2 separate regions of the Hordeum vulgare genome follow, and region 2 is linked to region 1. A link is a contact called in public Hi-C data. All regions are on one chromosome and are shown on one strand. Each heading gives the region's core, a stretch centred on a gene start, on an enhancer-like site or on the middle of the called end of the contact. The rest is flanking DNA. Distances are from core to core; before and after follow the strand shown. Region 1 holds the start of LOC123440158 (transcription factor MTB2-like). Region 2 holds the start of LOC123444226.

Region 1 (2,700 bases), core at 87-2,586:
TCCTTCGGCGTGCCGCCAAGTAAGAGTATTTCTCTTTCACGCGCACATGCACAAACAGCGGAAGCGGTTGCTGCAGACACACGTCTCTCCGTGAAAACGTCATGTGTTCCCTTGAGCTGCGTGCGTGCGTGCATGCATGCTCGATTTGCTCTTATTGTCTTCTTCCCGGCCTGCAGATGAAATGAACGCAATCGTGCGGGCGGACGGGCGGGCATCGACCACTCGTGTTCCAAAACGATGGTGCTGGCATGGTCCACTCGAGTCCATCCTACGAGCAGTTGCCAACATTATCGAACTATACTTCTATCCGTGTACCAGCAATGTTTGGCCATTTTGGCTAGCCATTAACCAACCGTCTTCAGCTCCGGAAGTAAGAGCATCTATAATCGAATCATTTAAACCGTTTCAAACTCCCGGCAAATTGCTCGGTCATGGACCGATCACCGAAATTTGATTCAGATGGATCCCTTTAAGGACCTTAAATATCTCGGCTAATTGACATGCTTCATATTTAATTCAAATATGAAAAAAATATAAGGAGCTCGGACACGTTTGTCACCTTGGCCTGACCCCGGGGCCTCATGCAGATTCGTGTGAAAACCCGACGGTTTGATGGGTGCCTCGACCGTTGTCACGGTGTGAACGTCCCATGACGTTGCTCTGGCTCCTCGCCCGAGACCATTGCCGGCTATTTAAACCGGTCGACATCCCCAACCCTACCACATCTATCTCCTTCCTTTCATTGTCGCCATCCGAGCCTGTCAGTCATACACCCACGTCGTCGTCACTACACGATCGAGCATCGTCTCTCGCACCTTGAACAGGTCCGGATCCGAAGGGCCGCGGGACTACCTCTGGATTCGAAGGAGGATTTCGAGAAGGAGGAGGAGGTGGAGGAGGAAGAGGAGGAGGAGCTGGGTGAAGAGGAGGAGGAACAGGAGTCGGTGGAGGAGACGTCACCGCTGGATATAGATGGGGAGGACAAACAGTAGCCGGCAGAGGAGGTGCCGCCGCTGCATGTCACGGAGGAGGAGGCGTCGTCGATGAAGGAGGACATGGATATGTGACCAGAGCAGCAGGCCATCCCAAACTTCATTCGTTCGGAGTCGGCTCCGGAGGCCACGCGTCTTCGTTGACAGTTGATGAAGACAAAGCGGGTTGCGAAGGAGGCGGCACAAACGGCTCAGGCTCCGGCATAGGCGGCTCAAGCCGTGTGCGACGATGACAGAGAATAGTAAAGAGTAGTACGTAGGATATGTATTTTACATGATTTTGTATGGACCAAGATGATGAAAAATGAAAATAAGTTAAACGTGAACAAATAGATTTAAGACGTGATTGGTCAGTTAGACGTTTAAGGAGTCGAATTTACAAGTTGGACTAGATGCTCCAAGTGGGGAACCTAGAATTTGGAGCTAATGAGAGCCATCCGCCATGGAACCGCGTAGTACGCGCTCTGCGTTTGCCGTGCCATTTTCGGTGCGTGGGTGCACCGAGTTCCATTTTGCGTGCGATATGTGCCCTCTTCTGTCCAGCCATTCCCAAATCATTGATCGCCGGCCCGACCATCAAAAGGCACCGTCCGTGTATACACGGAGCTACTAGAAATGGTTCAACCGATGTAGCCGAACAAGCTACGCGCGCGATACATGCATGTGGCACAGTGGCAGCAGGTTCTCGGCATCTAGAACAGATTGACTCACTGCTCACCTTACTCAGTAGTACCATCTTCACTCGCTGCTCAGTACTGCATGCATCGCCAACATGATTCACGTGACACGGACGGCAACCAGACCAGTGTCCCGGTGCGCCGAACCTACCTGGCTCCTGTACCTTGGCTTGTCATACGGCCGCGTCTCGTTTTTAACGGGGCGCATCCACTCCACAGACCACACCACAGTTACTTGTAGTTGTAGGCTTGTAGTCAAGTGACCAACGCATTCGTCGCAACCGAGAAAAACAACTCCTTCGCGCACGTGATCTTCCTCTGTCATATCCAGGGCTGGAAGTCGGCTCCGGCTCGGCCCTATATAAAACAAGAGACGGTGAAACCACCAAGCCGACCGAGAGCATAACATAGCATAGCATAGCAACGCCACCAAAGTTGGCAGCGCAGCGGCAGCTTCTCGGCCGGGTCCATTTCTTCGACAGACCAACGCGCAGGACGACGCACGGCCGCATGTCGTGGTCTGACACGGACGCGGCGCTCTTCGCGGCCGTCCTGGGGCAGGACGCCGCGCACCACCTGGCCACCACGCCGCCGCACCTCGACGGTCCGGCCTCGTCGTCGCCCGAGCTGCAGGCGCGCCTGTGCGACCTCGTCGAGCGGGGAGGGGCCTGGACCTACGGCATCTACTGGCAGGAGTCCCGCGGCGGCCGCCCCGTGCTCGGCTGGGGCGACGGGCACTGCCGCGACGGCCCGGCCGAGGATGCCGGGGCCGCCACGGACAGGAGCCTGGCGCGTAAGCGCGCGCTGCTGCGGCTGCACGCGCTGTATGGCGGCGGGGACGAGGACGGCGCCGACTACGCGCTCCGCCTCGACCGGGTCACCGGCGCCGAGATGTACTTCCTGGCGTCCATGTACTTCTCGTTCCCAGGGGACGCCGGCGGGCCGGGTCGCGCGCTCACCTCCGGCCACCACGCCTGGGCCGCCGTCGATCCTCACCTTCCCGGCTCTGCGCCCGGGTGGTACGTCCGTGC
Region 2 (2,700 bases), core at 152-2,651, 140 kb after region 1:
ACAAATTTGATATAGGACAAATCCAAAACTTCAGGCCTCCTTTGGATTATAGGGTAGAAAAATCATATGAATAGAAAAGTCACAGAGAATAAGATGACATGTGTCTCAAATCCTAGCAATAGGAATAGAAAAAGAGATGTCCTTTGATCCATTTCTTCCGTGGGTCTAGGCTAACATTTATTTTTCTATGAAATGTGAAGGATCGAAATGATTCCTCCGTAGAAATAGGATTTTACTTCTCCGAACCAAATGAATGTTTTTATTTCTCTAAACCTAAACCAAAGGAGGCCTCAATTATTTTAGAAGGGGGTAGTATTTTTTATGTTGATGATGTGTTTGATCTTGATGCGTATGGCATGATTTTTGTTCAGTACATTTATGGCTCTCTGCATCCCAATGTGCAGATCGGGTGAGTCTGGTCCCCATTTCCAGAAAAGAAAAATGCATTCTTCAAGAATAACCTATTTGTTCAAGCATTCATCAACATAAAATGGCTGACCACACCTGCAGAGTGCTTTTTATGCTTTTAGGCTGGTTGTAATATGGAGTATCATATATTAGTATTATGCATATTACACCCGTAATTCATAGTATCATATGTTAGTATCATAAAATATGTTATTTATTACTCCCTCCGTTCCTAAATATAAATCTTTTAAGATATTTCACTAGGAGTATACATACGGAGCAAAATGAGTGAATCTACACTCTAAATTATGTCTATATACATCCGTATGTAGTCCACTAATGAAACCTTTTTAAAGACTTATATTTAGGAACGGAGGGAGTACCATGCATGACACATAGTAACACACCATTTAATATGATACATTATCATGATATGATACTGAACCCTCTCTGTCTTCATTTAATTTTATGCCACCTCATCAAGATAATCTATTTGACATGCATGATACTCCCTCCGTTCCTAAATATAAGACCTTGTAGAGATTTCACTAGAGGCTACATACGTAACAAAATGAGTGAATCTATACTCTATAATATGTCTATATACATCCGTATGTAGTTTATAGTGAAATCTCTAAAAGGTCTTATATTTAGAAATGGAGGGAGTACTACCTATAATACTCTCATTACGACTTTATAGTGGAATCTCTAAAAGGTCTTATATTTAGAAATGGAGGAAGTACTACCTATAATACTTTCATTACGACTATATAGCCTTATAAAAGAAAAAGAAATGTGTGGGGAAGAACAGAAATTGGCAAGTGCCTTTTGTTTATGGTAAAAATTGCCAGGTGCCTGCCATCCGAAGATCCCCGCCAAACCAACGAAAAATCCCACCTCCACGCGGCCCCGCGGCGGTCAAGGTCAATGCCCCTCCCCTCCTCCCTCCCCTCCCGCACGCGAATCGACAAACGGAAGCGTTGAAGAAGGCGGGGCGAAAGCGCCGCTCACGCGTCACGGAAATCCCACCCGCAAACAAACGGTTGTGTTTCTCACCAACAAGTCTCCTCCCCTTCCCCTTGGCGGTAGCCCCCTTTCCAATCTACCTCACCAACGCGGAGAGGAAGAAGCATCTTCTTCTAATACTTCTATAGCCAGCCCCGCCGGCCCCCCGACGGAGCCGATTCGATTCGATCCCCTTCGAATCTAGCCGTGGTGCTGCGGCGCGCGGGGACACGGAGGGCCGGCGAAGATGCACAGGAGCAAGGGGAAGCTGTCGGGCGTCCTGAGCAAGGGCTTCAAGCCCGACAAGTGGTCAGTCCAGATCGTCCCTGCTCGCGTATTCTTGCTTCTTCTTTCCTTTCCCCGTTGGTTTCCGCGGGGTGCGAAATTGAACGCTTGTTGTTGTTGTTGTTGTTGTTGTTTTTGTGGCGTCTCAGCAAGATTGCCCTCAAGATGGCCATGGCGCGGATCAAGCTGCTGCGGAACAAGAAGGAGGTGCAGGTGCGCCAGATGCGCCGCGAGGTCGCGCAGCTGCTCGACGGAAACCAGGACCAGACCGCGCGCATCAGGGTAAGCCTCGATGTGTCTGTGTGAACTGAGTATCGGGCCAATGGTTGGTCGATTGTGCTAACTTATCTTCCCTGTTACATTATGCTATTGCCAATTTCTGTGCTCAAGTACGTCCGTCCGCTTGTCACAAAATTCTATGCTTCTGCCCGGCATTTTCTTCTACTACTGACCTATGCCATTTCCCCCACAGGTTGAACATGTCATAAGGGAAGAGAAGTTCATGCAAGCATATGACCTGATCGAAGTGTACTGCGAACTTATAGTGGCACGCATGTCCATTATTGATTCACAGAAGTAAGCCAAGTTTATATTTCTTGACTGTAAACCAGTACCTACTGCTCCATGTCTTTATCTGATGTCTGTCTGAAATTGCTTTATTTTCATCTAGAGAAGCAGACACACGGTTTATAGTTTGAGAACTACCAGTTACTGTACATCTCATTTTTTAATTATTTGCATAGTTGATAGGGTAGGAGTTATCTTCTATCCATTATCAGCGAACTAGGGTATCGTTTCTCGGGTCATGAGTTACCTTTTATCTTTTTCCTGATCAGCAAATCATGATTTAGCTGGTCTCTTCCGAGCTTATAAAAACTGCTCCATATTATTCATGTAGAGTCTTTTCCTGGGTAATCTGAAAACTAAAGGGTGTTTGAATGATCACACTTTACCCTAACAAATATTGGCCATGACCAAAGTGCAGGCATGATTTTTTGGTGC

Evidence for each region. Hi-C and Micro-C count contacts between places; a contact is called where the count stands out from the background.
Region 2: a contact with region 1 is called in a Hi-C map of seedling, with 3 times the contacts expected there. The contact joins the promoter of LOC123444226 here to the promoter of LOC123440158 in region 1. A contact is called at or near these places in 1 of 6 Hi-C or Micro-C datasets (seedling) and 1 of 1 datasets of contacts at active chromatin or transcription factors (embryo).

Annotation. Positions count from the first base shown.
Region 1 is chr3H:455,500,371-455,503,070 of MorexV3_pseudomolecules_assembly, forward strand. LOC123440158 (transcription factor MTB2-like) reads left to right here and starts at 1,337. Exons shown (of 1, transcript XM_045116729.1): 1 at 1,337-2,700. The coding sequence starts at 2,180.
Region 2 is chr3H:455,641,450-455,644,149 of MorexV3_pseudomolecules_assembly, forward strand. LOC123444226 reads left to right here and starts at 1,402. Exons shown (of 7, transcript XM_045120886.1): 1 at 1,402-1,722; 2 at 1,848-1,980; 3 at 2,171-2,274. The coding sequence starts at 1,661.